Linked DNA regions of Mus musculus: regions 2, 3, 4, 5, 6 and 7 are each linked to region 1. The links are chromatin contacts, called in public HiChIP or PLAC-seq, capture Hi-C and promoter capture Hi-C maps. All regions are on one chromosome and are shown on one strand. Each heading gives the region's core, a stretch centred on a gene start, on an enhancer-like site or on the middle of the called end of the contact. The rest is flanking DNA. Distances are from core to core; before and after follow the strand shown.

Evidence for each region. Promoter capture Hi-C pulls out the DNA fragments that hold promoters and counts their contacts. HiChIP or PLAC-seq counts read pairs in DNA pulled down with a chosen protein or histone mark. Capture Hi-C pulls out chosen DNA fragments and counts their contacts.
Region 2: a contact with region 1 is called in a promoter capture Hi-C map of liver, with 5 times the contacts expected there. The contact joins the promoter of Bcdin3d here to the promoter of Acvrl1 in region 1. A contact is called at or near these places in 2 of 39 promoter capture datasets (liver and pre-B cells).
Region 3: a contact with region 1 is called in a promoter capture Hi-C map of liver, with 2.5 times the contacts expected there. The contact joins the promoter of Cers5 here to the promoter of Acvrl1 in region 1. A contact is called at or near these places in 3 of 39 promoter capture datasets (hematopoietic stem and progenitor cells, liver and pre-B cells).
Region 4: a contact with region 1 is called in a promoter capture Hi-C map of hippocampal neurons, with 2.7 times the contacts expected there. The contact joins the promoter of Pfdn5 here to the promoter of Acvrl1 in region 1. A contact is called at or near these places in 2 of 39 promoter capture datasets (cranial neural crest and hippocampal neurons), 1 of 115 datasets of contacts at active chromatin or transcription factors (microglia) and 1 of 9 other capture datasets (adipose tissue).
Region 5: a contact with region 1 is called in an H3K27ac HiChIP or PLAC-seq map of embryonic stem cells, with 7 times the contacts expected there. The contact joins the enhancer-like site here to the promoter of Acvrl1 in region 1. A contact is called at or near these places in 6 of 39 promoter capture datasets (the 3T3-L1 cell line, hippocampal neurons, liver and 2 more), 1 of 115 datasets of contacts at active chromatin or transcription factors (embryonic stem cells) and 1 of 9 other capture datasets (embryonic stem cells).
Region 6: a contact with region 1 is called in an H3K27ac HiChIP or PLAC-seq map of microglia, with 4 times the contacts expected there. The contact joins the promoter of Itgb7 here to the promoter of Acvrl1 in region 1. A contact is called at or near these places in 2 of 39 promoter capture datasets (hippocampal neurons and pre-B cells) and 1 of 115 datasets of contacts at active chromatin or transcription factors (microglia).
Region 7: a capture Hi-C map of macrophages shows a contact between it and region 1, with 3 times the contacts expected there. The contact joins the promoter of Csad here to the promoter of Acvrl1 in region 1. A contact is called at or near these places in 4 of 39 promoter capture datasets (3T3-L1-derived adipocytes, embryonic stem cells, hippocampal neurons and 1 more), 1 of 115 datasets of contacts at active chromatin or transcription factors (embryonic forebrain) and 1 of 9 other capture datasets (macrophages).

Annotation. Positions count from the first base shown.
Region 1 is chr15:101,126,688-101,130,685 of GRCm38.p6, forward strand. Acvrl1 (activin A receptor, type II-like 1) reads left to right here and starts at 1,835. Exons shown (of 11, transcript NM_001277257.1): 1 at 1,835-1,896; 2 at 2,240-2,376.
Region 2 is chr15:99,472,592-99,476,589 of GRCm38.p6, forward strand. Bcdin3d (BCDIN3 domain containing) reads right to left here and starts at 2,139. Exons shown (of 2, transcript NM_029236.2): 1 at 1,865-2,139. The coding sequence starts at 2,101.
Region 3 is chr15:99,770,805-99,774,802 of GRCm38.p6, forward strand. Cers5 (ceramide synthase 5) reads right to left here and starts at 1,711. Exons shown (of 10, transcript NM_028015.2): 1 at 1,379-1,711. The coding sequence starts at 1,575.
Region 4 is chr15:102,324,413-102,328,410 of GRCm38.p6, forward strand. It overlaps Pfdn5 (prefoldin 5), which reads left to right and starts at 1,704. Exons shown (of 6, transcript NM_027044.3): 1 at 1,704-1,848; 2 at 2,021-2,123; 3 at 2,406-2,437. The coding sequence starts at 1,777.
Region 5 is chr15:102,248,541-102,252,538 of GRCm38.p6, forward strand. It overlaps Rarg (retinoic acid receptor, gamma), which reads right to left. Exons shown (of 10, transcript NM_011244.4): 3 at 3,879-3,998. Among named protein-coding and RNA genes, the nearest start is that of Rarg, 7.0 kb to the right of the region's middle. Within about 2 kb of position 2,186, at least 54 of the 459 cell types and tissues checked have an H3K27ac peak or open chromatin away from gene starts, as enhancers often do. A contact at or near this core is called in embryonic stem cells and stem cell-derived epiblast-like cells, where this site is marked.
Region 6 is chr15:102,229,742-102,233,739 of GRCm38.p6, forward strand. It overlaps Itgb7 (integrin beta 7), which reads right to left and starts at 2,194. Exons shown (of 15, transcript NM_013566.2): 1 at 2,110-2,194.
Region 7 is chr15:102,202,736-102,206,733 of GRCm38.p6, forward strand. It overlaps Csad (cysteine sulfinic acid decarboxylase), which reads right to left and starts at 2,317. Exons shown (of 18, transcript NM_001359126.1): 1 at 1,404-2,317; 2 at 402-525. Zfp740 (zinc finger protein 740) reads left to right here and starts at 910. Exons shown (of 8, transcript NM_001289691.1): 1 at 910-1,067; 2 at 1,836-2,351; 3 at 2,494-2,570.

The DNA of each region.
Region 1 (3,998 bases), core at 585-3,084:
AACACAGCACACAGTTGAGAATTTAGTGCTGGTCCCCGAAAGCTCATTGCTCCACCTCTGCATCAAACCGTTGTCACCTGCCTCTAGAGAGGACCTCCTTGAAGTTCTTCAGACTAACTTCTGAGGATCAGCAATCCTCTGCTTCAGACCCTGCTGGGAAGTCTTCTGAGTCCCTGGATCTAAATCGGAATTCTTTGGGCCTGTTTCATTTCGTTCTGTCCTCAGAATATAGGAACAGCTGGGCCTTGTGAGCAACTAATTCTTGTAGACTTGGACGCAGTCTGTAATTCCTTTTCTATGTCCTCATTGGCCTGAGGCCCTAGTGCTTTCTCCAACTCTTGTCACTCCTCCCACATCCCCCGCCCCTGCCCCAAGCTCCCCGTGCACTATGGGAGGCTTGGGTTCACAAGAACAGCCCAGGCACCAGCCAGTGTCGGGAACGCTAAGAAGAGGGGAAAGATGCCACCCCTGTCCACAGCTTCTCTTCAACCTCCTAAATTGACTTCTCTCCGTCTTACTTCACAGGCCTGCCCACAGAAACTCTTCAGTCCCCACTGACCCCCTCAGCCACTTCCCAGCTCCTGACCTTACCCATGGTCCCCTATCTGCCCCTTCCCAAGGAGGCGGACCTTAGACTTGGGCTGCAGAGGTCCCATGGGTCCTGTCCCACTCAAGACAGAGAGCCGCCGGCTGGAGAATGAAAGGCTTACCGGAAGCCATGGCATGTGGGAGGAAGAGTGGGTGTGAAGATGGTCATGTATCCAAGCTCCCTGTTCTATAGAGTGTAACAAAGCGACCACCACAATCTGGAAAAGCAGATACTGTAATCCATAGTACTGCAAGACATGGTCTGTCCTGACCCTGAAATTTGGTTGAGCCGGGGCTCTGGAAGGTCATGGGGCTCACAATTCAAGAAGCTGCTAGCATGTGGAGCTCAGCAGAGGAAGTAAGACCAGTGGGAGCCTCCCGCCTTTCTCTCCCCCAGCCTCTATCCTTGCCAAAGGATAGGGCACCTCTGTCCCATCTTGCAAAATCTACATGACAGGCATGACACCTTAGAGATTGCTTCTGTGTTCTCCCACTGGGCTAGGGCCACCCCTTCCCTAGCCTTCTCAAATATTAGCCGACAAACTCCTTCCTTGAGGAACTTAGATAGGCACCATCTTTTACCGTTTGAAAGATGGAACACTATGCTCATTAGTAGCGGGGGGGGGGGGGGGGGGTTGAAGCCCCTGGAGGTGTTAGTGGGGTCACAGCAACTAGCCTGGATTCCCAGCTGGTGGAACTACTTCAAGGTCCCCCACAAGGATATTCACAAGGCTAAGAGTAAAACTCAAGTCCTGCCCAGGAAAGCATAGATTTTCACCCAGTCCCAGCCTGTACTGCCGATCAGGAAGAGGAAGAGTGTCCTGTCTTCCCCATCCCGAGCCCTCTGCCCAACTCCCCAGCCGCAGGTCCCAGCCTCACAAGGTTCCATGCCCCAAATTCTAAAGCTCCCCATCTGGTAGTTGTGCCCCGCCCCCATCCCGTGGTTGGGGTCCCAGCCCGGCTAGACAAAAAGGACACGGCTGAACAGAAAAGACAAGGTGGCCTTTCCCTCTATTCTGGCCACCCCTGACCTGAGGGAGAGGAACAACTAACTGTCAAGCCTTGAGGTGCACAGACCAGACTGACTCAGAACGGACCTATCTAGGTTTCTTTAGCCCGAGGCTGAGCGTTGATGGCCAGCACTGTGGACAACGGAAGGGAACAAAAGTATTAAGGGTGAAGGGCTGGAATTTGGAGGCAAAAAGATTTAAGCCAACTGGAGAATCCAAAGGGCGGAGCCAACTCTGGAGCAGACACTCCCAGCCCAAACTCAGCTTTCTTAGCGCTGTTCCTTAGGAGTGAGCACAGGTAAGTTGGCTGCTACCTCACGCGGGTCCCTCCCTGAAGCCCTCACGAATCTAGATTTCTGCCTCTGGGTGCAGGCTACCCTCTCCTGGCCTAGAGCGACGCTTCCGCAGCTAGCTCAGTCCCTACGTTCCTACCCAGGACGCACGGGACCCCAATGCCTGGGTTCGAAGCCTGTCCCTTCGTGGCAGGGAGGGGCTGGGGTGGTCGCACTCGGTCTGCAGCCCTCTAGAGCCGAGCCCTGCTGCTGGGAGGCGTACTGGGCAATAGGAAACGAGTTATTAGGAGGGAGTGGTGGAGCCGGGCCAGGCAGGAAGAAGCTAGAATAAGAAACATTTTGCTCCAGCCCCTTCCCAGTCCCCGGAGGCCGCCGCGCCAGCCGCGCAGATCGAGACCTTTCCCGGCCCCACAGGCCGGCTCTGGACGTGAGACCCCGGCCGCCTCCGGCAAGGAGAGGCGGGGGTCGAGTCGCCCTGTCCAAAGGTGAGTCGGAGTGCCGCTGGGCCGGGCAGGGAGACCTGTCCCTGGTCTCAGGGGGACCCTTCTTTATGTGGATCTCAAAGACCTCTCAGACGGCGCGTGGCAGGGTCAGTTTTAGCCGGGCAAGACAGTCAGCAGTCCCCTGGTTGTGGACACACACCTCCCTGCTACCCCGACCTGAGCGTGGAAGGGGGCGGGTCGAGCACGGATGGGGAATCAAAAAACTTTTTTTGCTAGGTATCCTGAGGCCTTTAGCTTCTCTTCCCTGCCGAGATTAACTCTTCTACCCTTATCTATAAAGGTAAAACGGGACTGAAAGATTCTTCCCTCCTGAGCTCCAGGGTGCTCTGTTGACATAGGAGCGACTTCCCTTGCGGAACCTCCTCATAGAGACCACTTAACCTGGCACCCCAATCCTTATCTCTATAGGGTCACAGAATTCCCCTGCCGTGGGTGTCCTTGACATTCCCCTTTAGGGACTCCTGGCCCTCCCCCAGGCTGAGATCCAGGCAGTCAGTCAGCCCTGCAGAGAACAGCTCTGCTTTCTTAGGTCTTCCTTTGAAGGACACATTCCCCTGCTCACGAGCAACTTCTGGATGAGTTCGGCCCCCTCTCTGACCCTCCAGGGTCAGTCTGTCTAGGGGGTCTGTCTAGGGTCTTTCCTCTCTGGATCCTCACCACTCTAGCTGGCCCCCCACCTGTCTTCACAATTATCCTTCTTTGTTGTGGGTGGTTTTGCTCACACAGCCTATCAGATGGGAGATAACTGTGCCCAGCTTGTGGAAGAGAGGTCAGCTTCAGGCTTTGGATGACTCTGAGAAGGGTGTCAGTCAATGACATCAGGAGACACCATGGTTGGGAGGTTTTTTGTTTGTGTTTGTTTGTTTGTTTGTTTTTGATACAGAGCTGGCCTCAGATTTTCAGTCCACCTGATTCAGCTTTAGTCTCTTTCCTGCCCTGCCTCAGGAGGCTTCTGAGTGCTGGGATACAGGTCAGTGCCGGCACATCTGGCTGCCGAGGGCTTGCTCCGTGCCACTTGCCACACAGTTGAGTAACTCTCGTGGGTCTCACCTGGGAAATGGTACTCTTCTTATGCCAATCTCCAAGCTGTGAGACGTAGCTGCCACAGACCACCCTAGCTAGGTATGGGGGTCCCTGGGATGTGGGTTCTCGAGGCTAGGTAGGTAAGGATTTGGCGGTGACAAACAGAAACAAACACAGAGGCCAGGAACAATACTCAATACTGCCAGGAACATGCCTGTTCCTGGACTGTGAATGTCCCATGATTCTTACCTCCTCGCCATCTTAACTCGATGTGTCTCTGTGGAGGAGTCTGCAGCACTCTGACGAGGTCCTCTCCTTACCTGAGAAAGTATTTTTTTTTTTTTTAGAAAAAGGATAGAGAAAGCTTACCTGCCTCGAGCCCCACATTGAACCCCAGCTTCCACGGACCACCCCAGTCGGGTGCTTGCTCAGGGCCAGTGTGTTGGTCTGTGTGCTGTATAGGAGTCTCTCCTTTCTGCAGCTTCCCGGTCAGAGATCTTAGTCACTTACAATTAACTGTGGTGTGAAAACAGTCAATGGGAATTTCCAGAACTAGGGAAGATATATATTTATATATATAT
Region 2 (3,998 bases), core at 889-3,388, 1.7 Mb before region 1:
AACGACATATAAAGGTTTTTGGGGGCTGACGATGAGAGTGATCACAACGGTGTTTGCCTTATAACTTGTACAGTACAGACTTATGTTTTATGTACTTTCATGAAAGTATGGAATAATTCACATTAAACTCCACATTTTAAAAATTATGGATCAAGGTTATTTACTTAGTTAGCTAAAGTCACATGGACACTAATAATAAGACTTCGGCTACATAAAGTTCCTTTTATTCAAACCAGGCTTTTCTAACTATTTTTAAAAATTATCTTTTGTATGTGTATGCATGAGTCTTAGTGCTTACACATGCTAATATGTGTACGGATGCCCAGAGGGGCCAGAAGAGGACTTCTGCTCTGCTGAAATTAGAGTTCCAGGTGGTTGTGAGCTGCCCTCAAGGATGCTGGGAATGGAACTTAGGTCCTCTGAAAGAACAGCGCTCTGAAGAATGGAGCTGAGTTCCTAGAACCCCTTCTAACTTAACAATACACAAGTTACCTCCGGGGTCATCTTAAAATACAGATGCTGGCTAAGTAGACGGGGGTGGGGGTGGGGTAGGCTGAGATTCTGTGTGTCTAACAAACTGCACAGTCACACTAACTTTGTTCAAAGTCACAGTTGAAGGCACAAGGACCCACACCACGCCACTAAATTTCCTCCTACCCTGATTTGCTTCCCTCCTATCGGACTCTGTTTTTGAGGCCGGCATGGTCTCCATATTGAGGGCAGAGAGAACTTGTGTAAAACAAAAATGAGTGGATAAATGCGTAAATAAATAAATGTTCAAAAGTAAACTTGAGAACAACTGCCTTAGTCAATTGCAACCGTGTCCTTTCTACTGTGGCTCTGTATATACTGTTTACAATTTTAAAATCTTTTTTTTAAAAATGTTTTTCTTTTCTGTTTTTCTGCTGGTTTCCTATACCACGGTGACACGTTTACAGGGACACACACCCAGCTGGTTACTGTAGTCTATAACCAAAAGCTCTCCTCAACTGAGACCCTCAAAGGTCTTCACCACCCACCAATGTCTCTTTTTTGTCGTTTTTGGAAACATGGTCTTAGTAGCCTAGGCTAGCTTCAGACTTGTGGGAATGCTTGTCTTCTGAGAGCTAGAATTACACGTGGGCAAAAGGTCTATCCCTGGACTCTGGTGATGGAATGTGGAGCGAATGGCGGAGGGTCCTAACCATTTGTAATGTTGGATAAAACTGCCCGCTTCACTGGGACATCCACTAACTAGCTACAAATAGGCGAGACTGTTATTTCCTTATTTTTGCTGCGGTTTGACTCTAATCATTACATGTCTGAAAACACTCTGCGGTGGGAAAGGTGGTTAAGGCTTCCTCCTCTGGCCGGATGATCTATTTTCTTTCTTGATCCCTCTCTACTGTTCACCGTTGTACTCTGTTAGCACAAGTAAATAAGGATCTGGCTCCAGGTCTGTCTTGCACTGTATATCTACAGCCTTAAGTTTCAGCCGTGATTACGTCACCCTGGCTCTTATCTTTTAGGAATCAGGATTCCCAGATTTTTTGGGGGGGGGAAGGGAAGGGGATCCCCGTTCCCCAGCCAAGAAGACCAGCAAAGCAAGAGAGGAGGCAAACGCCGGAAGTCCAGATCAGACGGTCCTCCTCCCCAGCGGTCTGGCGGGAATTTTTGGAATGAGTTGTGGATTGCTCAAAATTCCTCACTCGGCCGTGGGGCCCCAAAGGGAGGGCTGGGACGTGCACGTGTCTGTCAAGGCTATACTTTAAAAGCCCACTCTGGGCTTTGAGTTTTGATGCCACGCCCAGGCCAGCACCACGGAGGACGCGGAGGCTGACCATCGCTGGGCTCCCGGCGCTCCGATCCCTGCCGCGTCACTCACCCCGGAGTTACACCCCACGTCGAGCCCTAGGATCGGCCTCTTCTCGGGACCCTCGGGAGGGAAGAGCTGCCGAAGAAGCTCCGGGGGCAGAAGGCGGAGCCTTTGCTCGGGAGGGTGGAAGCGGGAATAATGAGGGAAATTTCCGAACGGGGCGGCCCCGGGTTCCAGAGCCCCCGGATGCTCTTCCTCCACAGCCTCTCCAACGCCCCCTCTTGACAATGTCCCGTCTGCGGCCATCACGCTCTGTCCCTCGGTTGGGGCGGAACCGGAAGTCTGGAGCCCGCGGAGGGAGGGGGCGAGCGCAGCGCCAGCGCGCATGCGCCTAGGGTAGAGGTCTGAAAGAAGGTGAGTTTAGGTAGGTGAGAAGACCCCAGTGCCTAGTCGGGGCTTTCGGTATCCTATTGGAGGCCGTGATCGTCCCCTCTTACTTAACGGACTTGCCCAACTTGAGTTGAACCTTGGGCCACTGACCAAAGCAAGGAGTTTGTGGGGGTCTTGAAAGTGAAGTTGGTCCAAGTTTCTTTCTTTTCAGATACACAAAGTGAGCTGTAAGGAAGGGGGATTCCTTGTCTGGGGAGTATGTGTGTGTGTGGGGCCTGTGACGGGGTCACACAACAATGCACTGACACAGGAACTTGAGCCTGGTTTAGAAAACGTAGCTGGAAGCTCTAGAACACTTAAGGTGCCACAAGGGGACCGACAGACATAGTAACTATAGACTTCATTCCAGAGGATGGAGTTGCTACATTGATACTTTTCAGCTGTGAACCTCCTATATTTATCATAAATCCTGGCGCACGGTTGTTCAGTAAATACTTGTTGAATGAAAACTGTACAAGATGCAAGTGACTAAGCCGTATCTGTTTGGGGGAAGAAAGAAAATGGGAGAACAGAGTTAAATTGAAAGAGATGTGTTGAGATAAACTTAAGACCAAAAGTGGGCCGAACTCTGTAAAAATGGTTCAATCAGGAAATGCTTGCTGGGTAAGCTCGTGGACCTGAGTTCGGATCCCAAACACCCACATAAAAAGCAGGGTGTAATGGTGTATGCCTGTAATCCCAGACTAGCAGATCTCTGAAGTTTGCCGGCTAGCCAGCCTAGCTGCGTTGGTGTGTGCTCCAGGCCCACTGAGAGATTCTGTCTCAAAAGATAAGGTGGGAAATGATCGAAGAAGATGCCTGCCATCCGCCTCTGGACTCTACACACGTGTACACACGCTAGGAAATAGTAATACTTTAAAAGCTTTTTAAATGTGGTCTGGGGTGGGGAAAGCTGGTGAGGAGAGAGACTGAGGAGTCAGCCTCCCTTAGTCTCTGTTCTATTGCTGTGGAGAGACAGGTAACCATGGCAACTCATTAAAAAAATAATTGGAGGCTTGCTACAGTTTCAGAGGTTTAGTCCATTATCATCATGGTGGGAAGCAGTAGCTGAGAGCTAGACCCTGATCCATAGGCAAAAAGAGAGTCCAGGCTTAGCCTGGGCTTCTGAAACCTCAAAACCCACCTCAGGTGACAAACTTCCTCCTACAAGGCCACACCTCCTAATCCTTTCAAAGAGTCCCACCCTCTGGTGACTATTCAGACATATGAGCCTATGGGGGCCATTTTTATTCAAACCACCACATGGCCTAAGCAGTAAGTTCGGTTTAGAGGTAAGGAGAGCCCAGCCTGTTAGAATCAACCCATGGCACTGTGTTCTGACCAGCCCATTTTATGGAGACCTCCCAGCTTACTAAGCCAAAAATTTGCTAAACTTTATAAGAGACTGAAGCATCTATACAAGGACCGACAGGGTTCCAACAGGTCTCTAGGGACACCACCCCCCCCCCCCACCTCCACAAATGTGTTTTGGCTTAACTTTTTGACAAGATCGTGCAGTAGTCCTGGTTGTTCTTGGACTTCCTATGTAGCAGAGAATGGCTTTGAACTCTTGATCTTCCTGCCTCCACCTCCCACATGATAGGATTATAATAGGTAATATAGGTCATGTCCAACTGAAAAGAAAGGTCCTATTTTTTTCTTCCCAAGTTTTACTTTTATATTTTGATCTCTGCTTGATTTGTTTCAATTTTTTTCTTTTCTTTTTCATTCTTCTTCCCCACCCCATTCAAGACAGGGTCTCTCTGTGTAGCCC
Region 3 (3,998 bases), core at 461-2,960, 1.4 Mb before region 1:
TATTGGATTGTCTCTTTTCTTGATAGTTCTTGCATTTCATTTTCAGCCCTCACTATGGAAGAGAATAGCAGGATCCAGTTTTCTCCTAAGCCTGCACCTCCACCTCCACCTCAGGGATACTTAAGATAATGATGGTTATCTTGAAAAACTGTAAATTCTTGGGGGCCCAGAAAAGACTTTGAGTTTCACTTAATCTATTTATTATATATTTACTTTTTGCATCTGAGTGTCTGGCATAGCACTTTTAGAAGAGATAAATAGTATTACTAAATACAGATTAGTGACTAGCTGGATATAAGAAAAAAAACCCTTGTAGACAAATCAAAGAAGTAATCCAAAACAGATACTTCTGAGTAATGGATTATTTTGTCTAACCACATCTCCACACTAGAAAAGGAATTCTGGCATCAGTGTCGTGTTTGTTCTAGATAAGGTTTTTACAGAAGGCGTCTCTGCCTACGAGGAAAGTACTTCCTTGGAGTTTGAGTAAGCTTTATCAAAAACACAGCTATGATTGATCCTCATTACAGATCGCATCAGATCCTTGAAGAACAGTGTCTTTTTGGCAGCAGATAAGACTAGCCCTTTGAAGAACGGGGTGGGGGTGGGGTGGGGGGGATCTTCTGCCCAGAGCATGTAGCTGGGCAAAGTATGTTGTGAATACTACCACCTTAGAAGCTGGTTCACAAAGCTGTTTCCAATAAAGTCTCAGGCTCCATCGCCTTCAAAATGACCACTTCTCCCATCTCAGGCTTCCAAGGCCCGTTCAGCAGTTCCTCTTGACACCTTCCCCAAATGTTGGAAGCCTCAGGCTTCACCACACCCTATCCTAGCCAGACGTCTGCTGTCATACTAACACGTTCACGCGCTAACAAATCAGGGCTTGGGGCCTAACTGATCCTGTTGTTTCAAACCCCAGAAGTAAAGTAACTTTAGCAAACATTACATCTCATGCATCCACCTACGTCGCTCGGAAGCTCTGGCGCTTGCACTGAACCCACAAGCTTCCAGGACCCCAGCTAATTCTGGTTCTCCCAGGCCCTTCCCGTTCCTCTCGCCGGGCACTGCGGGAGCACGACTCACTCTTGGGTTCCTGGAGATTGGGAGGCAGCCTTCGAGAGCTCCATGCGACTCTGTGATCTGCACTTCTGAGGCCCAGCACTCCCCTCGATTCTCTCTCACTCGCCCACACCCTAGACTCGCGCGGTCTGCGCGCACGCAGGCTCCAGGGGCGCGTCGCCGGGCTCCGAGCATCCCCGCCGCGGCCCGGGCTCCCCGGCTCCCCCGCCCCGCCGCCTCGGCTTCCGGCCCTCGGTCTCCGGCCCAGGCGTCCCGCCCCTACCCCCCGCCATCCCCGGCCCCGCGCAGCAACGCTCACCGCTCAAACAGCATCCTCACGGAGAAGATGCACACTGCCAGCGGGAACACCGACAGCACGTGCTGGGCGCGCGGGTAGCCGTAGCCGTCGCCCGGGCCCTCCAGGTCCGCCCAGCTCACGTTCTGAGGCAGCCAGAAGCTCTCGCTCCACAGCCAACCCCACAGGAGGCCCAGGGTTTCCGCTGCTGCAGTCGCCATCTTACGCGCGCCCGGCGGCCACTGCCGCCACAGCCTCGGAGGCAGTCAAGGCAAAAGGAACCCGCTGGGAGGCGGCCCCGAGGCGGGGCCCGGCCTACGGCCACCCTCTTCCGTCCCTGGGTCCTCCCAGCCGCCCAGCCCGCCTCTCCCGCAAGGATGGCCTCCTCCCCGCCCATCCCGCCTTCCCGCCCACTTCTCCGTCGCAGCAGCCCAGGCCCCTCATGTGGGTCCCGGCCTCGCCCCGCGTGCCCATTTCTTCTTGGCCACGCCCACCTGTCCTGGTCACGCCCCTCACCTGCAGCCCGAGCCACGCCCAGTTTCTTTCAGCAGGTTCGACATCACCATGGTCACACCCCTACCTCAGGCTAGTTTCTCCCTTTTGGAAACACTCTTCCTAGTCCAGCAGATTCAAGTTCTTTCTGGCTCCCGGCCCGGCTATACGTTCCTGATCATCACTTACAGTCCCGGTGTCCCAGCCAGCCGGCTGTGCTGTTCATCCTAGTTGATTCCTCCTCCTCCTCCTCCTCCCCCTCCTCCTCCTCCTCCTCCTCCTCCTCCTCCTCATACTCCTCCTCCTACTCCTCCTTCTCCTTTTTTGCACTTCCTTGATCTCCACCCCCCTCCTTGGCTTTAGGCCTTAAAAGTTACCTTCACTTTTTCTCAGAGAAAACACAAGGCTTTGAAATATCTTTACATTAAAAGCCTGTAATTCCAGCCTCCACTGTAATCCCACTTGGGGCTCAGGGTCGTTCTCTGCAAGTTCAGGGCCAAAATGAACTTCATGAGACCTCCCCATCCCACCCCCATTCCCTTTTGAGTGTCTGTGGGAGGTAGTGTTTCACAGCTGACGGCTCCGCACTTGGGTGACCAAAGGGAGAGAATTGTCCCTTCCTTTTAAGACCAGTTTGCATACAGTACAGGACAAAAGGTTCCTCCTCTCCCCTCTTGAGGCAGAAGGTAATGGGGGGAAAAAAAAGCAACAAGGCAAAAGGAAAATAAATGACCGCTAGTTTTAATGACATCTGTCATGTAGCAGTTTATGAAGGAATAAACTGAAGTCCAAAGAGGCAGAATAGTTTGCCCAAAGTCATATAGACCAACAGCTGTAATTAGAAAATAATTAGAGGGGCTGGTGAGATGTCTCAGTGGGTAAGAGCACCCGACTGCTCTTCCGAAGGTCTGGAGTTCAAATCCCAGCAACCACATGGTGGCTCACAACCATCTGTAATGAGATCTGACTCCCTCTTCTGTAGTGTCTGAAGATAGCTACAGTATACTTAGATATAATAAATAAATAAATCTTAAAAAAAAAAGAAAGAAAATACTTAGACTCCAGAACTCTCATTTCCTTATCTTACAAACCACCTCAACTTTATTTTTTTATTTATTTATTGTTTCCAGCCCGCTTGGGCCCAGATCGCTTTGGCCTATTTATTTATTATATGTAAGTACACTGTAGCTATCTTCAGACACCCCCAGAAGAGGGGATCAGATCTCATTACAGATAGTTGTGAGCCACCATGTGGTTGCTGGGATTTGAACTCATGACCTCTGGAAGAATAGTCAGGGCTCTTATCTGCTGAGCCATCTCTCCAGCCCCCCACCTCAACTTTAAATGGTCAGAGCAAACCTTGAACTCTTGTAAATCTACCTAAACAAGGAAACAAACCAGAGACCAGGCAGTTTTCAGAGGACTAAACTGTCCTTCAATTGCCAGAGAGCCCTGAACATTGGTTAAAACTTAGCTACAAGGCTAATAGCCAGGAACTAACTGGGGACAGCGGTGATGGTAATCTCAACTTACGGTCTGAGGACAACAGATAAAGGAACTTCACAACTAGTAGGGTATGTTTAAAGTGTGAGGTGAGGGCCAGTCATGAAAGAGCCACCCAGTGAGGACACTCAAAAGTGTTCCTCACCTGAGTGCTTCTCAGACGTTAGCCTTATCCCATGCCGCATATGGAGAGTGTTAGGAGCTTTCTGGGCCCAACCAGAGATGCTCTGAACAGAACCCATGGGAGTGGACTTAATTGACTTTTCTGTTTTGGTGTTGCAGATTGAACCCTGGCCTTACGCATGGGAAGCACACTCGCTGCAGCTGAGCTACAGCCTCAGCATTGCTTGCTTGCTTGCTTGCTTTAGGATTTATTGGTTTACTGTATCTAAGTACACTGTAGCTGTCGGCATCAGATCCCCATTACGGATGGTTGTGAGCCACCATGTGGTTGCTGGGATTTGAACTCAGGACCTTTGGAGGAGCAGCCAGTGCTTTTATCTGCTGAGCCATCTCTCCAGCCCCCATTTCTTATTTCTAACAAACTCATAAGTGACATCGCAGGCTCCTGAACCGTTGCTTGAAGCCATGTCCATTAAACTCGGCCTCATTTATGGAAACTACTCCATGTGTGTGGTATGGTGTGTGT
Region 4 (3,998 bases), core at 454-2,953, 1.2 Mb after region 1:
GAGAATTTGCTTACATAAGCAGGACAGAATTTGCTGCTGGAGCTTGGGTGATGAAGCTGAATAGAGGGCCATCAAAATACTGAAAGTGGCCCTGTGGTGCATGCAGAGGCCAGCCTGGTCTACTTAGCAAGTTCTAGAATAGCCAGGGCTATACAGAGAAAACCCTATGTCCAAAAACAAAATGTACAGAGTGAGAGGCAAACATCCCTATGAGGTAAAGGCCAGCTGAGTCTTTACTTTTGAGTTTCAGCTAGCCAGTGCTACAAAACAATACCCTGGCAGTTAAAGTGTTCACACTGGAGAAAGGAAAGGTAGTGATAGGGCTATGCTGATGTTTTTAATCCTTCCACTGCCTTTGAATCCTGGATGATTTTAGAAACCATTGCCCTTCCCACCAAGGCTGCTACACTTTGGCAATGGCAGCAGCAGATTCAATGGGGTTTGCTACTCATATGGTTTGTTGCAACAACTACACCTTTAAAAGTTTCTGGGAGGGGGGGGGGTGCTGGTGAGATGGCTCAGTGGGTAAGAGCACTGACTGCTCTTCCGAAGGTCCAAAGTTCAAATCCCAGCAACCACCCATAATGAGATCTGATGCCCTCTTCTGGTGCGTCTGAAGACAGCTACAGTGTACTTCCATGTAATAAATAAATAAATAAATAAATAAATAAAAGTGTGTGTGCACCACCAATATCTGGCTGATATTGTTAAAAAAAAAAAAAAAAGTTGCTGGGAAGCACACAGACCCTTCCTATCCAACACACAATGGTGGGGCTAGACAGACACTCAGCAGTTATGAGCACTAGGTTGCTCTTTCAAAGGACCTAGGTTTGGTTTGCCTGCATATATACTGAGACATAAAAATAAATGTAGTTGGTTGGCAGTTGTTCCTTTTTGGCACTTGCACTTTATCCTTTAAAGCGCGTTAGTGGTACTGTCAGAACACAGGTTCCCTGCTGTCCTGTCGCGGGCTTGTCCCAACAACGCGCAGTAGCTTATACCGCTTTACAATCTTGTGGTTGTGTCGTGAGTCCGAGAGTTTCGAGTCCCTTGAAGGCCCAAGCCATGTTTGCTAACTAATTTTATAACTACCTTCCTCTACTACCCATTCTGTATTTCCTTCACCTTCAGCCAGCACCTCAGCAGGTCTTGGCTCTTTTCCTGGAGGATTGACCCATACCTTCATTCCTGATGGGTCTGTGTCCTTTGTCATCCTGCTTGGATTAGGCTGTTGTAGTTTCCCATTGACTTTAATCACAGGACATGGTAGTACTAAGAGACGCCCTAAGGGATCTCCTACACTCCAGACATAATCTTGCTTACCACCATTGTGAAGAGGTAATCCAATTTCCCCATGGTAATCTGGATCTATCACCCCTCCTAACACTGTTATTCCATTTTTAGCCTGTTGGTTTAAGGGCATTAGAAGCCCAAAATGACCAAGGGGAAGTCTGAGCTTCCAGTTCAATGGAATGTTTGTTGTAGCTCCTGGTAGGAGCACTCCCCTCTCTGGAGCCAAAACTTCTAGGCCAGCAGAACCTAGAGTTATGGGGACAGGAAGCCAAAATTACCGTGCTAGCTTTAGTGTACTCTGAGAAAAGAAAAACTTGCGTTCTCTAATTAAGCTTGAGATCCGAAAAGCGGGTCCGAAACACAGGATCATAGAGACGACGGGCGCAGAGCGTATCCCCTGGCGGCACCACGGAGGTAACGCGGAGGGCGGCTAGAGCGTCACTCGCCCAGGCGGCTTCCTCTTCGGCAGTCCTCCTTCCCAACATGGCGCAGTCGATTAACATCACGGAGCTGAATCTGCCACAACTGGAAATGCTCAAGAACCAGCTGGACCAGGTGAGGACCTGTCCCAGCACCTTCCTCGCGCTTCATATCCTCCGACCGACCGCCCGCCCGGTCGGGGAGGCTTCCTTTCCCAGGGAAACCCCTATCCGGTCCCGGGTCCCGCCCCCTCAGCCTGGGCCCCGCTTTCTTGAGCTGACCCCTTGTTTTTTCCCGGCTTCTGTAGGAAGTGGAGTTTTTGTCCACGTCCATTGCTCAGCTCAAGGTGGTCCAGACCAAGTACGTGGAAGCCAAGGACTGTCTGAACGTGCTGAACAAGAGCAACGAGGGTATGGGCTAGGCGGGTGAGGGCGCCTGGGGATGCCGGCTTCTCCTTCGCTTTTTCCTAGTTCCAGTTTTCGTTAAAGAAAACTGTTTGTTACTTAGTGTGTGTGTAGCCACAGGAGCCCCCGCATGTTGCCTACAGAAAACTAAAATGTACAAGACATTTCCTCAGTTGCTGTGTTCTTTTCACTGTCTGTGAACACTGAGCCCTGTTGGGAGCTTCCCCTAACGTCTTCGCGTGGGAGCCGCTAGCCTTCCCCAGCTGTTTGTCTTTATTACTTTCACAGGAAAAGAATTACTGGTCCCACTGACGAGTTCTGTATCCTTTCCACGGGAAATGCTACCTTACATTCTTCCACAGTCTTTCCCAAAAGCGGGGAGAGTTTTGATTTTAAGAACAGTCGAACACTTAACGTAGCTCACTTGTCTAACGTTGCACCAGTGTCCATGTAATACTTTGTATCAGAGTTCGGTGAAGAATTGAAATGTTGTGTTTCTCTTTGTTTAGAGATGTCAATATGGAGACAAAGCTGGCATTTGGCTAAAGCCAGTAGAAAAAATGTTAGGATATTGAAATTGGGAACTTGCCTCTTTTTTCAATTTCACCTTAATTGCCGCTCATCTCTAATAGTGAAAGGTAGATTGTTTCCTCCTGTTGAAATGACCTGTTGTCATTTCCACCAGGAAATGACAGTCGAAAGAGAAACCTAAGAATAGCAAAGTGGTGAAGACTGTTTTAAGTAACAATAGAGCCGGCAAGGTGACGACGCAGAGCGTAAAACCCACACATACACACTGAGCTAACTTTCTGATACTAATGGGGTGGAAGGAGAAGACCAACTCCCAGAAGTTGTCCTCCGACCTTCGTGCTCCATGGCATGCACACTTGTGAAAACACACACACAGACCAAATACATGTAAGTTTAAAAGTAGTAATAATTTGTAACTAGAGAGATGGCTCAGCAGTTAAGAGCACTTGCTCTCAGTGAGAACCCAATTGGGTTCCGAACATCTACATGGTGTAGGTGACAACAATTCAAGGGGATGCAGCAACCTTTTCCGACTTCTGCAGGCACCAGGCATGCACATGATGCATACACATACACATAGTTTTGTCTTAGGGTTTCATTGCTGTGAAGAGACATCATGACCAAGGCAACTCTTTTTTTTTTTTTTTTTTTTTTTTTTTTTGGTTTTTCGAGACAGGGTTTCTCTTTTAGCTCTGGCTGTCTTGGAACTCACTCTGTAGACCAAGCTGGCCTCGAACTCAGAAATCCGCCTGCCTCTGCCTCCCGAGTGCTGGGATTAAAGGCGTGCGCCACCACGCCCGGCTGCAACTCTTGTAAAGGCAAACATTTCATTTGGGGCTGGTTTAGAGTCAGAGGACTCAGTCCACTGTCACTGTGTCTGGAAGAATGGGAGCACCCAGGGAGACATGGTGCTGTAGAAGGAGCTGAGAGTTCTACATCTTGATCCAATTGGCAGCCAGGAGAAGAGACCATCTTCCAGGTAGCTAGGAGGAGGGTCTCAAAGCCCACCCCCACAGTGCCACACTTCCTCCAACAAAGCTATATAGCTCCTAATAGTACCACTCTGTGGGCCAAGCATATTCGAACCACAAATCTAAAATTAAATATTTAAATCAAAATTAGTAATAATCCATCAGGATTCATGGTTCAGGGGAAGTGAGGCCGGCTTTTCACTCACACTATTCTGGAGCTTTAGGAAAGAATCCTAAGTATCTGATCTGTTCCTTCTGGAAAGTGGAAAAATACAGGGGCTCCTTTAAAGAGGAGAGATGGGATCAGGACCAGAAAGTGTTCCAGCTTCTGTTGTGTCCCTCCAGTTACAGTGACCCGTAAGTTAAGGCTTCCGGTCTC
Region 5 (3,998 bases), core at 936-3,435, 1.1 Mb after region 1:
GGCCACAGGGAGGGGGTTGGGAGAAGGGCACAAAAGTGTGGGGGGGGGGGCTCCAGGAAGCCATGAGTTCTCAAAAGCCCCCCTTTCTCTCCACCAGATGCACCCCAGTCTTCATCACCCCATCTGTGTGTACTTTGCGAGCATTACTGGGAAAAGGTACTAAGGTATCAGACCAGTCTATGCCATCAGTCCCAGCCCTTGCTCAAGACACAGTATAGCCTTGACTAGAAAGCAAAATGGGGGGAATCTAGTGCCCCTCTTTTCCCCAAAGCACCCCCCAACCCTTATTGCAGCAATTAGACCCATTAGCCTCTAGCATTTCATGGGAACCAGATGTTCCCCACCAGCCTTGGTGGGGGCATGAAGGGGGGGCTGGTGCCTGACTCACCCCCTTCCCTATGATCCCCACCACCAGGGTGCACCCCCCTCCCAGCTAGATCCTGGAAAAGCTATGGTCCCGGGGGAAAGAATGTGCCCCTCCCCCACTGAGAAGGCCAACAGCACTGAGGCTTCTAGCCTGGTCACCCCTCAGAGCTCTACCAGTTCCTGGCAAAAAAAAAAAAAAAAAAAATGTGAGTTTGGCCTGGACTGGGTTGGGGGAGCGGGACAGCGAAGTCCTCTCTCTCTCTCTCTCTCTCTCTCTCTCTCTCTCTCTCTCTCTCGGTCTTGCTACCTTTTCGTGAGGTTTGAGGATCACACACTTGGAGTTCTCCCTGCTTAATAACCCTCCCTTTCTTCCAAAAATCTCACTCTAAAAACTGAAGAGGTATTTCAAACCAAAGTCGGCCCCGCCCAAAAGGGTAAGTCCTAAAGGGATAGGTCCCACCTGAGGAGCTCTGGGAGGGGTCTTTCGAAGACAAGAAGAGGGGGTGGCAGAGGGAGGTGTGAAAGAGAGGGTGAGGCCCAAGGCGAGGACGTGAGGCACTCTTGGCAGGGTGGGGGCTGGGACAGGGTAGGGGGCCAGGAGAGGGGGGGTGCCGCCTGGGCCCCAGCAGCGGCAGCAAGCTCGGCTCCCCCCGCCGGAGAGGTTTCCTGTTGCAATCAAAGCCCCGTTTGTGTCGGCCTGGGGCTGGAGTTGGAGCCGGAGGAGGAGGAGAGACTGGGAGGGGAGGAGAAAGAGGCAGCCACTGGGGTTTTTTTCCTGGAGGAGACTTCGCTGCCGCCTGCTTGCCTGCCACCCTCATCTGCCATGACTTTCTTTCCTTACTTTTTTCCCTTGTGCCTCCTGGCCCCTCTCTGGGTCTGCACCTGTATAGCTGCCCCTCTGGACTAGGTCTGGGCATCTCCAGCTTCAACCCTTTTCTCCTTGTGCCAGTCTGCTCTCAGTGTCCCTGCCCCACAGACACTGGCCCCACCACCATGGCGACTATTACCGCCACAATACTTGAAGGACAAACTGGGCCAGGTCTTCAAGACCACAGGATCCTTTCTCTGCTGGTACACTCTGCCCCTGTAATCTGGAAAAGCAAATAGACTACACATCAGTGTTCGTGAGAGATACACGGAGGTCCAGACACTTGGCCTTTCATTCGCAGGCCTGTATGCACGCATGCATGCATACACACGGGTGCGCGTGCACTCCCTCCGTTTTTCATGCACACAGGTCTATGCTTGCCTAGCTCGGCAGCTCAGGCTCCCCTCTCCTCTCCCCTCCTCCATGACAGGGTTCTATGATGCCTGCCTCACCCACTGAGGCCCCAGGAGAGCCCCAAGAGGTGGAGCAAGATTTCTTCTCACCAAGGATATCCCCAAGGTGCCAGGGGCTGACTCTTCAATCCAAAATCCAGCCCCCAAGGAGAAGCTTCAGGCCCCTCCTTAAACCATCCCTTCTTATCCTGAGAAAGAAAGAGGGTGGTACACTGAATATGAGAGATAGAGGCTCCTTGCAGTGTAGGTGAGTATGGGTGTGTCGTCATCAGATTTATGGCTCTGATCCACCCCTCCCATTTATGATTAGATGGCTACATCCAAAAAGGGACAGCGGATCAAAGCAAAGGAGAGATGTCACTCTCTCATCCTCTGGTCCATTACTCTCCCACCAAGAGAGGGTCCCTAAACTCCAGGATTCCTTCTTCCCTTCAGCTGGACGCCCCACCCCAAGCACACTGTCTGGACCCAGGCCTTCTCCTCCTCCCTACCCCACCTGCTACCTCTCTGCCTGGGCCTGTCCCTCCATGCTAGCCCGCCACACCCTCCTCAGCTGCCTTCCCTGGTGTTGGTGCTCTCCTTCAGGGTGACCTTTGAGGATGGGGCTCAGCCTGCTGCTTTTGATACCGTGACCTCACTTTGAACCCTGACCTCCATCTCCCTGTATCTAGGATACAAAGAACACAAGGAGACTTTCACTGGGTACCAGCCATGTCTCTTAGCGTCCTTCCTACCACCAGCTTTTCCCATCTTCCTTTCTGACTTCAGCTCCTTTAAGTCACCTCCCATAGAACCTGGGGAAATCAAGTCGGAAGACTCTATGATTAGGCTGTGTGGTTCTCTGCAAGGAATACGTTTCACGGGAGTTAAGGCTTATTCCCACTGCCTGGTGTCAGGCAGGTTCACAGAATGACACTCAGAGAGTCCAGCTGAAGTTTCCAAACACACACCCTGCACACCACACTGTAACCTCCGTTGTATTACAGCCACACAAGTAGCCCCTACATTCTTGATATTCAACCCTCCTGATTCTTCACAGTTTTTGTTGCATACACTGGAGTTCTGTGCAGAAGCAGTCTTCGAGATGCTGTGTACGCATACACTACAAGTGGACTGGGAGACAAACACACACACTCCAGATAAAGTCACCCCTATATACGAAGCACACCAGTGTCCCCACTTTGCCTTAAAGGCCCTCCTTCTCTTTGGCTCAGTGTCCCGGCTACACCTTTATTGTTATTGTTGCCGCTGCTGTTGTTCCTTGAAACAGGTTTCTCTGTGTAGACCAGGCTGGTCTCAAACTCAGAGATCCCTGCCTCGCCCTCATGACTGCTGGGATTAAAAGTGTGAACCACCATGATAAAGACTGTGTACTCATCTTTCTTTTTCTGTCTCTATTGCCCTGCTCCTGGCAAACCTTTCATTTAACCTCTTCTGTATACACAGAGCCCTGTGCCAGAAACTGGAGTCCGAGGCCCCCTACCACACCCCTGTCTGTCATGTCCTGGTCAGGAGTGACAATCACCAAGTGGGCAAAGAAGGGTCCCAGAGGGAGAGAGGAAGCTCAGGCCTTACTTGCTGGCAGCATTGAAAAGCTTAACCTAAAGAGGACAGGCCCCAGGACAAGCAGGGGTCTGCAGCGTGTGGGGACTATTCCAGACCAGGAGGGAGGGGAGGAGTCCAGAAACATGTGACTAAGGAGAGGATACTCCCCAGTAACCCTTGCTCCAGTCTAGATATGTTGTAGACCAAGAGCTACCTCTTTGCCACTGGGCTACTTCTGTCCTCAGAACCTTCAGGCATTTTCCCATACGTCTTTACGCACCGGGCACTAAGTTTCCTTCCTATTGGCAGCCTTAGAAACCCAACAGCCCTTCTTCATCACAGAGACAGCTGACGGACTGACTTCTCAGATTCTCTAGTCCCCCGCCTGTCCTCCCGACCACCCCCAACCGCATGCAGCCTTAAAGGACACTAGACACACAAGCAAGCTCAGGTGTCCACAGGACTGTGACCCCTCCTGTGCTGAGTCCCCCAGGAGGCAGTTTTAGGTCCTCTACTTTGAGATCATATTTAAACAGAACTGCCATCCATAGATACTATCCTCAAATACATCTAACTCCACCCCCACTACCCTCATCTTTGCCCACCTTTCCAACAAGGGTGTCCATTTTCTAGATCACACCCTACCCATCTGCCCTCATTTCCTCCCCAAGACCCCTGAGACTCACAGAGAGAAGCCATCTCCTTGGGGAGGTCAGGCTGGCCCAGGCCCCGGAAGCTAGGGCTCAGCATCTCAAATGGTGGCGACCCTCTGAGTGCACCTGGGAAGGCGAATGGGAAGCCTGCTC
Region 6 (3,998 bases), core at 944-3,443, 1.1 Mb after region 1:
GAGATTTTTTTTTTTAATGAATAAAAATCAAATAGGCAGTGAGTCAAAAATAAAAGATGTTAGGATGATGCATGCTGTTATACCAATACCTGGAGATAGAGGCCGAAGAACAAGACCAGACTAGACCATATGTCTCAAAAGACATTTTCATTAATCAAAATTAATAATGCTACATTATTCAAGACAATATGGGGACTGGAGAGCTGGCTCAGTGGTTAAGAGCACTGACTGCTCTTCTAGAGGTCCTGAGTTCAATTTCCAGCAACCACATGGTGGCTCACAACCATCTATAAGGGGATATGATGCCTTTTTCTGGTATGTCTGAAGGCAGCAACAGAGTACTAACATATATAAAATAAATAAATCTTTAAAAAAGAGAGAGAGAGTGTGTGTGTGTGGTAGTAACATAAAGCTAAGCATTAGTAAACCAGAACTGGAGCTGCAGAGCCATGTTTGATAGCGCAGGGCGGGTAGAGGTAGGTGGATCTCTGTGAGTTTAAGGCCAGCTTCGTCTACATAAGGAGTTCTAGACCAGCCTGGACTACATAGAGAGATCCCGTAATTCCTTATAAACTCCCTCTGTGTGAGTTAACAAGTAGTTAACCTAAAATGATGGGCGTCACATTCAATTATCTGGGGTCTGATGGATGTCTAGCACAGCATCTGACAAGCATGTTAAAACCCCTCGTTTCCACCTTCGACTTCACCTAAAACCTTCATAGTTTCTTCTCTTTCTTTTAGATTTTAATATTTTTTGGTCGGATTAATTCCTTCTCCTTGATGTGTCTAACGTCACGCGTGCCCCCAGAGCGCAGAAGCATCAGGTCCCTTGCCAATGCAGTGATGGATGGTTGTTAAGCAATATGTGGGTGCTGAGGGGGGCGTCAAACCTGGATCCTTTGCAAGAGCAACAAGTGCTCTTAGCCACCGAATGCTCTCTCCAGTCTCAAAAATGTAATGGTTTCTAATTGCCTACTGTGACTAATCATGACACACACACACACACAAGGAAAGCACATGCAGCCATCACACACGTGCAGATGACTCTCAAGGAACCCTCTGGAAGACTGGCAGTACCCGCCGGCAACACTGGTAAGTAGAGACTGCAGCGTAAGCTCCCTAGGGATTGTGCTATGGTGTTCCCATGGCCACCAGCAGTGTACAAGAGCCTGCTAGCCAGCAACCACAACCCCCTCAGCTTGGGTCCAGACTCAGGTACTGATGCTCTTTACAGGGAGTATGGGGAAGGGTGGGGTACTGAGCCGTTGAACACCCCATCCTGCTCACCACCCCATGTGACCTCAGATGGGTGTAGTACATTACAGAGCTTCTGCTCTCAGGGAGAGGCTGACCCCAGGCTTAACCTCACTGAAACCTCAGACCTGCGTGCTTTGCGCTGTGGTCAGGGAGGCTCGAGACTCTGCAGCACAAAATTTAGTTCTGACTCATCTCATAGATGGGGCTTCACTTCCACTCCCCCCACAAGACAGAGACATCAAGTCCACTCATCTCTCCTAAAGGGGGCTCTGAACTCATACATGACCTCTCCTGCCCCTCTCAATTCTGTCCCTTTCTCCCTTCTTTGGCAATCCATGTATCTTGCCACCTGCTGCCTGTCTCCTTCCATGCACACACGCATGCGTATGTGTGCGTGTGCATGTGTGTGTGTGTGCATGTGTGTGAGCATGCACATGTACAGTGCAAGCCTCAGTAGACCAGGAATGTGGAGTCTGTGGCTAAGGTGCCAAGTGGGAAGACTTCTGGACTGTGCAAAAAACATCAAGTTGCAAAGATAGCAGCCAGGGACAGACAGGAGATGCTGGGAGAAGCACAAGAGTAAGTAAGCCTTAGCTCTCAGAAAACACTCACGTATAGCATCGCAATCTCCTTCCCTCCCTCTGGCTCCACTGGAGAAACAAATGGATGAGCAGCAGGAGGCTGGGATAACCGAGAAAGAAATAGTGGGGACCATAGGAGTGCAGAAGGGGGTTCAGAGCCTTTCTCAAGACTAGACAGAGCACTGGAGAGCCCAGATCACAGAGAGGTAGGGAACAAGTAGGCCTGGGTGAGAGGAGGAGGTGGGTGGGCTGCTGCCCTGAGGGTACTCACAGGTGCTTGAGGAGGAGCAGCCCTTCCTCCGCCGGTGGCAGTGGCAGCCCTTGTGTACAGATGGAGAGGCAGCAGAGGAGGAAGTGACACACCCTGGGGTGGGGGGACTCTTGGAGGGTGGCTGATCTAGCAGAAGGTGGAGCAGATAGGAGTGGGCTGGGTAAAGAAAGGACCTAGGAGTCCCATCTACTAAGCACTGCTCCTGTGCTAAAGAAGTACAAGGAAGGGTCACCAGAACAGCGCCGGATAGTGGCGGTGCCCCCACCCCTGCCCCCACACATGTCACAGACGCAGAGATTGAAGCCCAGACTCTAAAGAGAGATCGACTTTGCAAAATGTCACACAGGTAGCAAGGGGCTGCTGGGCTGTAATCTAAATCCAACTCAGCTTCCTTCCAAAACTCAATGTTCTCTCCAGTATCACAGAGAGGAAGGAGCAGACAGGAAGAAACATGAAGGAAGGTGGTTTCTGTTCCTTTGGAAAACTCAGGGGCCATTGAGTTGTGATGACTGCCTTTCGTGCTAGGTATCCATCTTGGTTCCAATAGCCACTTGTCTTTTGATTTGCCAGGAAAATAAGTTCCCAGTAACCCTGACACACCGGCCTTCACCCACAAGCCTACATCTGTACTTGTTTTGATAGAATCGGTATTTGTCGCTGTTGTTGGTTTTGTTTTGTTTTGTTTTGTTTTCTCTGACATTCTTGTGCAGACATTCTGGACTACTTTGAGGTCCCCTTGACTACTACCTCTTGGCAGAGCAAAACAGCTCTTGGCTTGCATATGCAGATACTCAAGGTCTTGTGGTCTTCATTTTTAAAAATCCTTTCCTCATCCCTTATTCCCCTTTGAGTGGCAGACTCTAATTTGGCTCAGAGATTGCTGTCCTGCTACCAGTATCAATAAATTTAACTAATTATAACCTGGATTGAATCAAGGTCTTTCCCTAGAAGTCTCGACTCCTGAGAGTACCACAGCTAAGCTATTTGGACTCTGAAGCCAACCTGCCTGAGTTAAAATCCTGGCTCTCTCTCCGTTAGCATGAAGTAGTAAAACTCCTTAGCTGTATTCTTTAATCCAGGGTTTCACAACCTGTGTGAGTCACAACCCCATAGGAGTTGAACAACCATTTCACAGGGGTTGCCTAAGACCATCAGAAATATCAGATATTTGCATTACGATTCATAGCAGTGACAAAAATTGCAATTATGACGTAGCAGTGAAAATGACTCTGGTTGGGGTCACCACAGCATGTGGGACTGGATTAAGGACTCGTGACGTTCGGAAGGAGGGGAGAACTTCCTATGGCTGCCATTTTATAGATCACCATAAAAAAATAAGACGGTGTCTATTTAAGAGACCATCTGGTACAGTAAGAAGGGTGTGTGAGGATGCGGCTCAGTGTCAAGATGCTTGCCCAGCTTTCAGGAGGCCTTAGGTTTGGTCTCTATCACTGAGAGAGGCAATAACTGTAGGAGTGAGGAGTCTAAGGGGATAAGAGGTGGAGGCTTTTTCTTTTAGGTTTATTATTTATTAATATATGTAAGTGCACCGTAGCTGTCTTCAGACACACCAGAAGAGGGAGTCAGATCTCATTACGGATGGTTGTGAGCCACCATGTGGTTGCTGGGATTTGAACTCTGGACCTTCGAAAGAACAGTTGGGTGCTCTTACCCACTGAGCCATCTCACCAGCCCGAGGTGGAGGCTTTAAGGGTCTAGACAGTTGGCAAGTTAGAGAGAGGCAGATGGCTAGGTTTGGGGGTGCCACTGGGGGTCCAGGAGCCAGGATAGAGGTGAGTCTGGGAAAGAGTGCAGCTAGAGCAGCCCGGAGTGAAGCTGCTATGTTATGCTATGCTATGCTATGCTATACTATGCTATGCTATGCTATG
Region 7 (3,998 bases), core at 1,067-3,566, 1.1 Mb after region 1:
CTTTAGTGGTGTAAAAGGTACAGGACTGTGGTTAGGAATCCATATGCTTTTTGGATAGTGTCTTACTGTCACTTAAACTCACCAGACAGCAGTTAGAATAGAAACTGGGACTTAAGTGGAATTCACGTTTCCTTCTGCCAAGTGTGCACTTAGAATAGTCCTATCTTTTAGCAGAACTCCTCTCTAATGCTACAAGTGGGGCGCTAGTATTCGAGGATAGGCTCAAATTTCCAAAGGGGGCCTGGCCCAGAGGACAACACGCACTTCCAAATCTCCAACAAGACTAGTCCACTGAAGGGAAAAAAGGCCTTTTCTTGAAAGGAAGCCTAGTTTGGCTAGGTCAAGACTGCGGGGCCGGAGCACGTTTGCCTTGGCTATTGAGGGAACTCACTGAGACTCACATGCAGATTGTGGTTTAGTGTGTACCGCAGGACTGCGCAACGGCTCAACTCTCCTCCCAGCTGACCTCAGTCTGCAGGTCTGCACCCCACAGCAGCAGGCACCGGAAAAACAGACCTCACCAAGCTTTAAAAAAAAGATCAGAGGTACGAACTGTCCCGGCTTCTACCTGGGGCGTCAGGAGAGAGACGGAGATTCTGCAAGAATCAACCAGCGCACCTAGCGAACCTTCTCAAAGAACACTCAGTACCTAAAGGTTCCCTAAAGGTTCCAGGCGAGCCTGGGAGCTGCCCTCAGTGAAGATGGCGGCCGGGGCGCTCGCGCGCCACGGCGCAGGCGCCGCCCTTCGCACCACCCTCCTCCGGTCCTCCGGGCCGTCCCCCTCCCGCTCGCCAGCTGCAGCTCTCCGCGCGTCCCCAGCCTCACCCCTTTTCGGAGGGCCCCCCCTCCTGTCCCGGCTCCGGAGCCCGGAAGTGGATGTGGCCGCTTGGCAAAGAGGGGGAGGGGGACGGAGAAGTGCTTCCGGGGAAACGGGCCCCGGGTTGGTGTTTGTAAACTTGCCTCGGTCCCGACGCGGGGAGCGGCGGCCGCGGGCTTGGCACGGGGTGCCTGGGGCCTGGAGGGGGCGCCGCGCGGCGGAGGAGACGGCGGGAGGCCGCGCCAGGCAGGTAGGCGCGCGCCGCGGGGAGGCAGCGTCGAGCGGGCGGGCGAGCGGGCGGACAGCAGCTCGCAGGCCGTGGGGCGCCGCGCGCGAGGGGGGAGGGGAGCGCGGCGGAGGAGGGGCGCGCGGCGGAGGGAGGGGGCGCGAGGGGAGGGCCGCCGCCGCCCCGCCCCCCACCGCCCCGCCGGGAGAGGGGGCCTTGCCCGGGAAGGGGGGGGGAAGCGCGGGCGCGAGCACGCAGGTCGCGCGCGGCTCGGCGCTCCCGGGGCTGCGCGCTGCGGCTGCCTGCAGAGCGCGCGCACACACGCCCGCCCTCCGCCTCCGCGGCGGCGAATTTACGAACCTTCGGGCGGACTCCGAGCGACGCTCACGTGCGGGCACTGCCAGCCACCCCGGCGCTCGGCGGAGGCCTCCCGAGCTTCCTTCCAACACAGTTCTGCCCTCGTCTGTGGAGTGCCAGCTTTGCAGGCCGGCCCACTCCGCACAAAAGCCCCAAAGGGCCTCCGCCCCCTTCTTCCGTTCCTAAGATGGCAAATCCCAGCTCTTACTCTCTTGGCAGATCCTCTCTATAGGAGGCCCAACTTACTTTTGCTCCCGTTGGCTGCTCTTTCGGCCCAGGAGGCCAGTTTCTTCTACTGACCTAGAAAGAAAGCTCTCGACTCATGTCCTCCTTTTGAGCTTCAGAACGCCCAGCAAAATAAGTTGAGGGAGCTTCGATCGTTGTTTGGCCTGAAGATGTTACACCTAAGGGCCTCATCTCCCTTTCTGGTTTCAGGTTTCTGGAACAGACCTAGAGCTTCACCAAGAGAATTCAACTTGGAAACCAAGACTGGTAGACTCTCGTTTCTTCCGACAAGAGGCAGAAGTCAGAGAGAGACTGCGGATTCTTGGGACACCTGTTTTCCTTTTGGAGGACACCGAGTTCTTTGAGAAGACAGTTCAATATGGCAAAGGAACTGAAAGAACGGGGAGGAGCCGTTACTGTGATTTGGTGACGGTTCTTCAGACAACCAGTGTCTTAAGGAAAACTGGGACAGAGAACTTCTGAACTTTTTGGGTTCGTTAAGTGAGAAGTCAGCATGGCTCAGGTAAAAAGCTCTCGAGTCCTCCTTCAAGACCGTTCACTGGGAAGCCTCTTTGCAGTGTCACCCTTGAATTCTGCCTTAGCCAACAGTATTGACCATCCCCAGTGAGCCGAGCTCTGTATTAAGCGCCAGGGGGAGATCTAGAGGAAGGAAAGGAGACAGGCCACAGCCCCTGCCTTCAGGGAGCTTCCAGTCAAATGAAGGAGGTAGGCTATATATCACGTCACAGGCACTGATGGGCCATTGGCAAAGCACCTTGTACCCGGTGTACTTTTGGTACGTGAAGTACTCGGGCATAAGGGAGTGTATAGTCTGGTGAATGCTTCATTTGTTTTTTTTTCCCAACAGGAATTTTATTGAGCTCCTGTTACATGCACGGCATTGTGTTTGGAATACAAAGATGAATAAGATTGCCCTTGTCCCCAGTAAGCTCCCAGGCTAGTTGGGGGGAGGGGGAGGGATGACGGCAAGACAGTCTGTTATTTATTATTTTTATATTCACGGTGCCCTGCGTGATAGCTGGCTGGTACTAGAGACTCTGAATCAGTTGACTAAAGGAGTTCTCAGTGATAGAAGGATTGTGACTGCGTGGTGGTACCTCTGCCTGGATGGGGGGGGGGGGGGGGAAGGAAGCCTGCAGGTAGCATAGGATTTTGCTAGAGAAGTCAACAGAGAAGGGCACTCAGACAGAGGGAGGGGCTTAGAGGGATGGGACACCACTGGATGGTTTGGTGGGTAGTTAAGGAGCAAAGGATTACAAATGGGGGATCATTAGATGGGGTTAGGTAACGAAGGATGGGGGGTTACTTCCTAGAGAAGTCAGTGGAATGTGGTCCAAGGGCTTTTTGTGCTTTTCCTAAGGAGTTAGACATTATTATCCAGGGAGTGGGGAGTCCCCGAAGAATGTTAAACTCCAAAGTAATGTGGTCCAGAAGATAGCTGTTTTTGTGAAGGTGGCAGATGGTTTGGAAGGACCAGAGGGACGGAGGGACCGTTGTAGTCTTCTGAATGGAGAGCCGTGCGCTTCTCTGAGCTTTCTCTGAGGAAACCAGTCTCACCAGGACGGCAGCCTGAGTGTAGAGGGGTTGGCTTTCTTCCAAGTGCTGCAGCATGCCTCTGGGTCTCTTCCTTTGTCTGTCTGCAGCGTACTCCACAGCATCGTGCTCACTGTTCTGAAAGGGTTGGTTGCTTCTGCCAAGCATTGACTTTGTGCTTGACACTAAGCATTTTACATCCCTCTCTCATTCTCCTTGGCCCTGTGAGGGTAGGCACTCTGATTGGTGTTTCACATTGGAGCGAAACAAGGCTTCAAAGATGGAGAGACTTGGCCAGAATTGCACAGCCCAAACAGCAAAACTAAGATTTTTAACTTCAGAGTTCATGGAAGTGAGAGAACGGATCCGAAGGCACACTGATCATCCAAGAGAGTAGTTTTACTAATCTGGGAGTTTGTTGACCGACTAGTTCTTTAAAAGACTTTCTTGAGTAAGAGCAATGCATACTCTGGAGTGCCGGCTCGATAGTAGGTTAGAGGATTGTGGTTGTAAAAGGCGGTTGGTTGTGTCTTAAGGCACCCCTGTTGAATTAACTTTTTTAACTTTATTTAGCACCTAAAAATGGCCTAAAGGGGGTGGGGGTAGCCAAGTGTGGTGCCACATACTAATCTCAGCACTCAGGAGGCAAAGGCAGGTGGATCTCTTGAGTTCGAGGCCAGTCTGTACTATAGAGTGAGTTTCAGGACAACCAGAGCTACACAGAGGAACCTTATCTTGAAAAACCTAAAAAAAAAAAAATGGCCAAAGTGGTTCAAAGAAACTGTATATTCGACAGGCATGGTGGTGCACGCCTTTGAT